Linked DNA regions of Sus scrofa: region 2 is linked to region 1. The links are chromatin contacts, called in public promoter capture Hi-C maps. All regions are on one chromosome and are shown on one strand. Each heading gives the region's core, a stretch centred on a gene start, on an enhancer-like site or on the middle of the called end of the contact. The rest is flanking DNA. Distances are from core to core; before and after follow the strand shown.

Evidence for each region. Promoter capture Hi-C pulls out the DNA fragments that hold promoters and counts their contacts.
Region 2: a promoter capture Hi-C map of fetal skeletal muscle shows a contact between it and region 1, with 3 times the contacts expected there. The contact joins the promoter of TMEM59L here to the promoter of CRTC1 in region 1. A contact is called at or near these places in 1 of 5 promoter capture datasets (fetal skeletal muscle) and 4 of 47 Hi-C or Micro-C datasets (embryonic fibroblasts, liver, mesenteric adipose tissue and 1 more).

Annotation. Positions count from the first base shown.
Region 1 is chr2:59,154,181-59,159,103 of Sscrofa11.1, forward strand. It overlaps CRTC1 (CREB-regulated transcription coactivator 1), which reads right to left and starts at 3,016. Exons shown (of 17, transcript XM_003123525.4): 1 at 2,825-3,016. The coding sequence starts at 2,950.
Region 2 is chr2:59,214,734-59,219,695 of Sscrofa11.1, forward strand. TMEM59L (transmembrane protein 59 like) reads right to left here and starts at 1,719. Exons shown (of 8, transcript NM_001243817.1): 1 at 1,490-1,719; 2 at 481-637; 3 at 282-391. The coding sequence starts at 1,651.

The DNA of each region.
Region 1 (4,923 bases), core at 1,766-4,265:
CACTCCCACCCACTTGCAGGTCAGGTGAAACCCTGGTGTCTACAACAGGGGGAGGCAGCACAGAAGGGTAAGCAGGAGGGGCCCCTGCATCAGGTGGGTTCACTTACCTGCCCCAGACATTGCAGATGTAGCACTTGCCACATGCATTGCCGGAACAGGCTGGAGACAAGCCTACCCATCCCGGTCTCAGGTACAGGAAAAGCCATCAGTCTGCCCAAGGTGGCCCAGCTATACTGGTGGGTGCAGAGTTTTAAACTATCTGCCCAAGCACAAAGCTCACACTCCTGCCCTTACAACGTTTCCTTCAAACTGAAGGTTTCTTGGTCTTGGCACTGCTGACATCTGGGGCCAGAACACTGCCTGTGGTGAAGGTCGTTTGTGCATGGTGGGGTATTAAGCAGCATCTCTGCTCTCTACCCACTAGACACCAGAAGCACTGCCTCCTCCCGTCCAGACAACCAAAAATGTCACTGCCAAATGTCCCCTGAGGACAGAATCACCCCCGAGAGATAACACACCTGTCAGCAAAAATCTAGTGTAAGTTCACCTCTGCCCAGGGCCCAAGTCCACTTCACCCCACCTACCCAAATCCTGATGTAAAGGCAGGCAACAGAGGGAGGAAAGAGATGGGGAGTGGTTATCAGGGTCATGAGAAATGCTTTCTGCGAATCTTAATCTTAAAAATCTTCTCTAAATCCATAAATGAATGAATGGATAAACAAATGTGCAAAGGAATATTACTCAGCTATAAAAAGGAAAGAAATTTCCTGATACATACAACATGGATGAACCTTGAAAACACTATGGTGAGTGAAAGAAGCCAGACACAAAAGGCAACATTTGTATGATTCCATTTACATAAAATGTCCTGAATAGGTAAATCCATAAAGACAGAAAAACTGGTGGTTGCCAGGGACTAGGGGAGAGGTTAATGAAAAGTGACTGCTAATGGGTTCGGAGTTTCTTTGGAGAGTGATGAAAATGTTCTGGAATTACACAGTGGTGATGGTTGCACACCCTGTAAATGTACTAAAACCCGCTGAACTATATACACTTTAAACAAGCGAATTATATGGTACTTGAATTATATCTCAATAATGTTATTTTAAAGAAATCTTTTCAACAACTCATTTCCAACCCTAAAGCAGAAACCAGACCTCCGACCATGAAGACTGCCATGAACCTAGGGTGACCCCCTGCTCCCTGTCATACCACAAACATCTGACACCTACTGCATACAACACCGCTACATGCTGAAGATGCTCTCAGAAGCCCTGACTTACAGGGGACACTCAAGTTGCACTCTTTCATTCATTCATTCATTTATTCCTTCACTCACCAACCACATCCTCAGTGAGACCAAGAGCTACTAGAGCAGGGATAGGTAGCACCTGGCCAACAACAAGCATCCGAATAATATGTGCTGAACAAATACATGGAAATGAAGATATACATTCTGGTCTTAAGGTTACGACCTCAATGAGAAACAAGCAACTAATAAAAGATAACATCACCCAAAAATCCCACCTGAGGAATCAGAGACTAAGGCTCACATCACAGAGGTAGGTCTGCCTAGGACAGTCAGATCAGAGGCCAAATTCAAAAGCCAGTGAAGTGGGTGTTTGCAGCTCCCACTCGACCCTCCCCCAAGGCACCAGGGTGCAGCACAGGGGTCCCATCACTCTGCAGGATCAGAGACTTACTGCCACCTGTGCAAAGCATGCTCCACTCCCTGACCCATGAGGAAGGGCTTGATAGACAAACTCCACAAGAGAGGACACCAAGAGCTGAAGAGCTTGGCACCTTGAGGCGGCTGCCAGACGCTAGGGCCCACAAGAAGGCCAGGTCTCCCACCCCAGCCACAAACAAGCCCCTGCTCCAGGCCTACAGCAGCTTCCAAGGTTAGGTTAGCAGGTAACCTGGCCTGCCCCTGCACATGAAATGCGCTCAGCCATCTGAGGAAGAACTAACTCTCCACCCTGGTCCTGAAGGGCCAGGGGCCATCTGTGGCCAGCTGTCTCTTGTCCATCACCTGGCCCCCACCATACAGGTTGCATGGGGAAGGGGCTCCACTCCAATCTCCAAGACTGAGCCCAATCTGCCTTCCCAATCCCCTCAGGTTCCCACAGGGGACGGCACCAGATCTTGCCCTCAGGTTTCCAAAAGGGAGAGATACATATTCCATCTCAGGTCTGCAAGGAGGGGTTCCTGTCCTTCTCCCAAGACCCAGGGTGTGAGAGCACAGGTGACAATTATGTAGGGACACTTGTCCCTTCAGGCAGCAGTGATGTGTGGGCATCTGCCACCCCTTAGATACCAATGATATGGAAGCACCTATCTCCCCTCCCAAGGTAACAGGGATGCTTGCAAGCAGCGCCAAGTTCACACATCTCAGTATCAGCCTGTCTCCCCTAGACCATGGCATAGCTCAGGGCATCTATCCACCTCAGGTAGCATTGATGTGAGAACACCTTTCCCCCCTCAGGTAACAATGATGTAGTGGCACCTGTTCCCTCCAGGTAGTAATGATGTAGAGGTCCCTGCCCCTACAAATAACAATGATATAGTAATAACCTGGTCCCCGCTTCAAGTAACAACGTTGTAGGGCCACCTGTACCCCTTCAGGTATCGATGATGTGGGGGTACCGGTCCCGCCCACGACGCCCGGAGCGTGGGGACACCTGTCCCCTCGGGCCGTGCCAAGCCCCGCCCCCGCCGCGCGGCGCCCCGCCCCCGTCCCGCGCCCCCCTTCCCGCTGCACGCGGACACGCGCCCCTTCCCTCCCTCTCCGGCCCTGAGGGGTCGGCGCGGGCAACCCCCTTACCCGTGCGGCCCGCGTCAGGCTCAGGTCCTTCATGACCTCCTCGAAAGCCGCCGTCTCCTCCGCTTGCTTCTGGTTATGCAGCGCGATCTTCTCGCTGAATTTCCGCGGATTGTTCGAAGTCGCCATCTTCTCGCCGCCGCCGCCGCCGCCGCCGCCGCCGCCGCCGCCTCCTCCTCCTCCTCCTCCTCCTCCACCACCTCCTCGCCCCCCCAATCGCGGGTGCCACCACGCAAGCGCCAGCCGGACCCGCGGGCGGCGGGCAGTGCGCAGGCGCGTCGGCGGGCGTGAGAGCGGCGCATGCGCTCGGAAGTAGCGCGCGTTGCGGGGGCGACAGCGCATGCGCGCGTCTCGGCTTTGCACTTGTGGGGGCACAGGGGAGGTGGGAGAGGGAGGGTGGGGATTTCGGCGCAGGCGCAGTGAGCCGCCTCCTGGCCCGCTGGACAGCAGCCGCCTGGCTGTTGAGAAAGGTCCGGGGACTGGCTGGAACCCCCAGTAGAGAGATTGCTGGACTCAACACCTTCCAAGTCATAAGGATGAAGCCAGCACCCACCCCAGGCAGCACTCGAGTATGAGCCTGGGCTCGGACCAGTTCATCTCGGAGACTGGTTTAGGGCGTTGCTCATCCAGGCATGCATTTATTCATTTGAGACCCTATATGTGCCAAGTATCCTGGAGAAAAGGCATGAGCAAGGCGACTTGGTCCCTGCCCTCATGGGATGCGCAGGTCGGGGAGGGGGGAAAACAACCCACCAACAAATGAACCTTTCAGATGGCGGTCAATGTAATATGAAAAATGAAACCATGGAATTCCCGTCGTGGCGCGGTGGAAACAAATTCGACAAGGAACCATGAGGTTGCGGGTTCGATCTCTGGCCTTGCTCAGTGGGTTAAGGGTCTGGCGTTGCGGTGAGCTGTGGTGTAGATTGCAGACGCGGCTTAGATCTGGCGTTGCCGTGGCTGTGGTGTAAGCCAGCGGCTACAGCTCCGATTAGACCCCTAGCCTGGGAACCTCCATATGCCGCGGGAAGCGGCCCTAGAAAAGACAAAAAAAAAAAAAATGAAATCACTGATGGGCCAGAAGAGTGATGTTGGAAAGGGAAACGCCTATGCCACCATGGTTCAGGGGATGCGATCAGTCCCCAGTCCAAAATCCCGATGTCTTTCCCTATGCTGATACCCTATCCAGTTCCTATTCTCTGGATCCTTAAGCTCAGAGAACTGGAACTACAGAGTCAGCCTCTTCTCGATGAACTTCTCCAGCCTGATCTTGCTCAAGGAAGCCGGTCTGCCATGGCGGGCTAAAGGACGGGTCCAGAAATCCCACCCAGACCAAGCTGTGAAAGGAATAGCAGAGTCTCCCCAATGACAGGAGAGTGACCTAGGGAAACCAGAGGGGTTCTGATACCTAGTTGTCCCTCCCCAACCACCAATATCAAAAGTTTAGGAGTTCCTCTTGTCGCTCAGCAGGTTAAGAACCCGACATAGAGTCCGTGAAGATGCAGGTTTGACCCCTGGCCTTGCTCAATGGGTTAAGGATCCAGCGTTGCTGTGGTTGTGGTGTAGGCTGGCAGCTGAAGCTCCGATTTGACCCCTGGCCTGGGAACTTCCATATGCCGCAGGTGTGGCCCTAAAAAGAAAAAAAAAAAAAAAAGGTTATATTCAGGAGGCTCCAGGGATTTCAGGACATGGGCGGAACAGAAGTCAAGAGGTACAGCCAGGAGAATTTGGAGTGGCTCTAATTGCACAACGAGCGCACTTTTTACCACGATGAGAGATAGATGGAGGGAATGCTAATGGATATCGTAGGGGGACACCAACATTTTCTAAGCATGCTTTTATTTACATTTTACAACAGTTTAATGAAATGTCCACATTAACTATATAGACACATATAGATTTTCTTTTTTCTGGCCATGCCTATGGCATGCAGAAGTTCTGAGGCCAGGGATCAGACCCACACCACAGCAGCAACCTGAGCCACAGCAGTGAATTGCCAAATCCTTAACTCGCTGAGCCACCAAAGAACTCTCAGAGATTTTCTTTTTCTTTTTACAGCCACACCTGGATGGCCTACGCCACAGCAATACCAGATCCGAGCC
Region 2 (4,962 bases), core at 469-2,968, 59 kb after region 1:
GGCACAAGGAATTTGGAACAGACCGAGGTCAGGCCTGGATCAGGACAAATGCTTGGTAAATGCTGTAAACAGTGGCTGTTATGGTGGGGGTGGGAGGAGGGAGGATTTCTCACATCATGGAGATGATGATTGAGGTTTGAGACATGATATAGCTTAATCAGAGACACCCAGTAGGCCCGGAATGGAATGGAGAGCTTGGGGGACTCCGCATATGAGTACAGATTTTGGGGGGCAGAGGAGAGGCGGGATGCGCCTGGGGCCACAGGTGGGAGGGTGCCCACCTTCTGCTCCGGCTCCAGCTCAGGCTCAGGTTCCAGCTGTGGGTTCTGGCTCCAGCAGCCCTCGCTGCAGGCCTGCTGCTCCGTCTCCTTCACATAAGCCTCCACACAGGCTGCAGGGAGCAGGAGGGGGTGACTAGGGGTGGGGGCAGCCCTTCCCAGGCCACCTCTCCCCACTCTGGCTCACCCAGCCAGCCCTCACCTGCTTCACACTCTGCTTGGGTGGCATTGGGCTTGGAGCTCCTGGCCACGAAGCGGCAGATGGAGAAGAGGCGGCAGCCTCGTTCACAAGCACTGATCAGCACGGCCCTATCATACGCATTCACATGCGGGGACTCAGTGGGGTCCTCCTCCAGCTCCTGAAAGCGGAGATGTGGGGCTTAGCCCCAGCGGGGGTGGGGAGGGGGAAGAGCAGCAGGAGATCAGCACTGGAAGCTCTTGGGGGGAGATAAAAGATTTGATGCCCCCCCAAATCTAGGGAGATTTGGGGTGAGGTTGGTGAGAAGGCTAAGAATAATAGTAGGGCCTCTTAACTCTGAGGAGGAGAGAGGGAGGGGGGCTTGGGAAGGGGAATAAACAATGGAAGTCATCATTGGGTTTGGGTAAAGGTTGGAAAATTGAGTAAGAGGGAGGGAAATTGTTCCCTCCTCCCCCAAAGGCTTCAATGAGGAGGGATTGTCAGGCCTGGGGGTGGGGGGTGCTCAGAGGAGATTTTGTCATCCTTCAGGCCTGGGAAAATTGGGATCTGACTTGGGAGGGGTACTGGTAACTGAGGGGGGTAGGGTGGAGGATGTAGAAGCTGCTTGGGTAGAGGGGGAGGAGAAGGGGACTGTCAGGCCTGAGGGAGGTGGGGGTTGGGCGCCGCGAGGGTCCTTGCGCAGCACAGTACAGCCAGAGACCGGGAGGTGGCATCCAGGCTTAGAGGGTCTTCCACAACCCCGAATTCATCAGAAGGACCCGCATCCCTAAACCCTCCCGTATCAGAGGCACCCCACTGCCCCTCCCCCCTGCAGGACCCCCAGCCACTTCGAATGAACCCCAGCCCTTCCCCCACCAGAGGGACTCATCCCCATTGGAAAACCCCTCTTCTCTGACCCCTTCCCCCTCCGAGGAACCCCTGTCTCCCGCTCCCCAAGGAGGAAACCGCATCCTTAACCCCTCCCCCATCGGAGAGATCGCGGATCCTCTCGCTGGAGCCGCATGCGCTTCACCTGAGCCGGCTGCGGACTAGGGTAGCGGTCTCGGCACCGCAGCTGGCAGCTCTGCGTGTCCCCGAGCTGCAGGGCGAAGGGGTCGCGAACAGGCGGCGCGGGGGTGGCGGGTGGAGGCTGCAGCAGCAGCAGCAGGAGCGGCATCAGTACGACCGAAGCCATGGCCAGGCCGGGCGCAAGGAACGCGGGGGACGCCGGCTCCTGGCAGGCACAGAGGATGCGGCGGCAGCGGGGATTGGGTCGCTGACGTCACCCGAGCGAGGCAGCCTGGGAAGGGGGGGTGGAGGATGCGGAGAATGGGCGCGGGAGCAGCGCTGCGGCACTGTCTGGGTGCTAGCAGGGCGAGGCAGGTGGATCGTGGCCCCTGCCGTCTGTCCCATCTCCAGAGTGTCATAACACCTCCCTCGCATCCAGGGACGAGGGGATCTCAGCCATCGCTAGGGGCCAAAAGGAAACATAGGGTGATAGGATGGGAGAGAGATCTATTCGCCAGGGGAAATCAAGGAAGGCCTCTAGGAGTAGGCGATATTAGAGCTGGCCCCGCGAGAAGGGCAATCGACGCAGAACAGCGAGGGCCCGAAGAGGGGACGAGATTGTTGGAAAAGAAAACAGCAGGGCGGTGGGGCTGGCCCGAGCCCCGCCAGAGTGGAGGTGGAGGGTCCTGAGGGTTTCAGGGCTGGATTAAAGAAGGCCTTCGGAAAGATCTGTGGCATCAACTCCTCTGATACGCAGATCGGAGAGGGGGTACCTTGTGTGCAGTTTGCCTCCTTTAGGAAGCTCTCCCAGGCCCTCCAGGGTTACCCCAGCCTCTCCTCCCACTGGCCCAGCCCTGATCCACAGACCCAAGGGATCTGGCCCCCCGAGTGGGGTTCCCTCGGCCTGGGGCTGAGTGGGAGGGGGCGCAGAAGTGGTGATAGGGACGATTGAGTGCTGTTAAAATTTCTAATTCTCGTGGGAAAACTTGGGGCAAACAGGAACACTTCTGGATTCCACAACTGCGCACTCCAAGGTGACACAGTGCAGCCCTATGAATCTGGGGTTAGGAGATTCCCCCTAGCTTCCTCTCCTGCATGCATGTTAGTAGGGGCGCCCCTTTAAGCCTGAGTCCTTGCAAAAGTGACACTCTCTCCATCGCTGGCTTGCCCTGCACAGGTGCCTGCCGCCTGCGCAACTCCCATCCACGCTCCGCCCCAGCAGACCCGTTCGGCAGCCACGCGGGGTCGGCGGGTCAGAGGGCGCCGCAGGTTCCGGACGAGGAGGAGGGGACGCGGGGGGGGGGTGCTGGCGCGCCCCCCGCCACCTCCCCTGGCCGGCCGCCGCTCTTTCATCTTAGCGGCCTCGGCCAGCCCCCACGTGGCTTAATCAGGCGCGGCTGTGCCTGGCGGACCCTGAACATCTGGATCCCCGTGCGGCCCCTCCCCCGTCCCGCCCCGCCCCTCCCGGGCTAAGCTGCCGCAACCGAGAGGGGAAGGCTTCCAGTCTGTGGTTTGCGGGAGAGCCAGGGAACCCCACATATAAACCACCGCTCGCCAGGCCTGCGCCTTGGGAAATAGCCATTGGTTTTGACCAATACTGTACCCCATTTCACAGGTGGGAAACTTAGTTCCCAGGACATCCAGGCAGAGCCAAGAATTCAAGCCCACACATGTCAATTCCAGAGCCCCGCGCACTGAAGCCTTCCACAATTACTGTTCTCATTCATTCCAAACAAAACACTTCCCAAGCATTTTCTTGCAAAAACCTTATAAGGAGGGACTGGTAGGTTGTCCTAATTTATAGATGAGGAAATTGAGGCTCAGGGTGGCAAAGGCGGCCGGCCCAGATGGCAAACAAGGGAAGCAAAAAGAGACGAGCAGACCTCTGACAAGACTGGAAGGTGGGGCGTCAGGAGAATCGGGCTTCAGAAGCTTCTCTTAAAGCGCAACAGGAAGGAAGGACACCCGCTCCCCTTTAAAAGCTAAAGGGGAAACTGAGGTTGGGGGAGTTCGGGCGCTGGTCTAGGTCGCAAGAGAGGAGTGAGAGGGTTTGATTGCCTCCCATCCACCCCCCCTTTCCGCTGCAAGAGGCCGCCTGGGGCGGGAGCGGAAGGAGGACTTGACCCTGGCCCCCCAGGTGAGCCCCCGCGCCCCTCCTGCCATTCCCGAGGGAGCAGGTCCAGGTGAGGGGCGGCGGGCCGGCGGGCGGCCGGGGTCGGGTTTCAGGAAATCCGCCGACATTCCTTCGGGGCTTAAGAGGGAAAGTTGACTCGGCGCCGCCCCTCGCCCCCCCCACTTCCTACCCCCCGGGGCGGCCCGGCCGGGGCGGCGGGGGGGGGGGTGCGGGGGGCGGAGGTGGGGCGCTGCGGCCCTCCTGGGCGTGAATCAGAGGCGGGCCAGGCGTCCGGGAAGCGGCGGCCGAGGTCAGCGCGGGCATCGGACAAGCACCCTTTGTCCCTTGCCGCCCTCGCCACGACCCTGCTGACCCCCACCGCCAAGCCGGGTACAGGCTGGGGAGCAGGCAGGGCATCACGGCCCCGGCGCTTTGCTAACAGTGGGTGGGGGGAGGGGAAAGGGCACATCTGTCACCCCCAATATAACTGGCTCCTCCTGGGGAATCCAGACTTCTGAAGTTCTTCTCCAGGGTGCGGAAGGGTAGGGAACTTAGGCCTCTGTGACCTTGTGAACACTGGCCCTGACTTGGACATGGGCACCTCTGCACTCCTGAGATCTCACCTCCAATTCATATGGGATCTGGATTTTTAAAGTACAGACTGCACAAAGCTTGAGACCCAGGCATCCCAGCTCTCCAGGCTCATCCTCTGGGGTAGAAATGATAAAGCCCTACCTTCTCCTGCACACAGGTCCTGAACCTGGGTTTTCTGTTGCCCCAAGCTCATGTCCAGACCCTCACTGTCCCCGCTTCTTGGGAACACTGGCCTGGAACACAAGGCAGCTAATCCCATACTGAAGAGCCCTGACCATGGGGGTCTCAGCATGGGAGAGGCAGCTCTGTGCCCTCTTCACATGGGACCTGATGGTGCTGTTACCACCACCTCTCCCTGGTTTCCTCCCCAGAATTATGCAGGGAGTTGAGCTGGAGGGTCTCCCCCACCCCCCTGCCCGATGATGACGTAAATCCTTAGGTGTAAAGACTAAGGAGGAGCCCCTCCCTCCATCTGTACCCCCAGTACATTCCTAGCCACTGTCAAGGACTTGGGTCAATATTTGCCTGAAGTTCCATCAACGCTGGTTCCCCTTCCTGCACAAAGAGGTGGTGGGGCTGAGGAGGAAGGGGTTAAGGAAGGCACCTGGAGGACCAAGGGCAGGGAAGAGTGCACCTAAAGTTCAAGTTTCATTCCTTAAAGTCAAAGGTAGTAGGTAGAGGTCACCCAGGAGGCAGAGGGCATGCTCCAGGGTGGGGCTGGGCAAACAATCCATAGCCTTCTACAGGTAAAGGACCAGAGAAGGGTACTACCAGCTTGGGTCACACAGCAA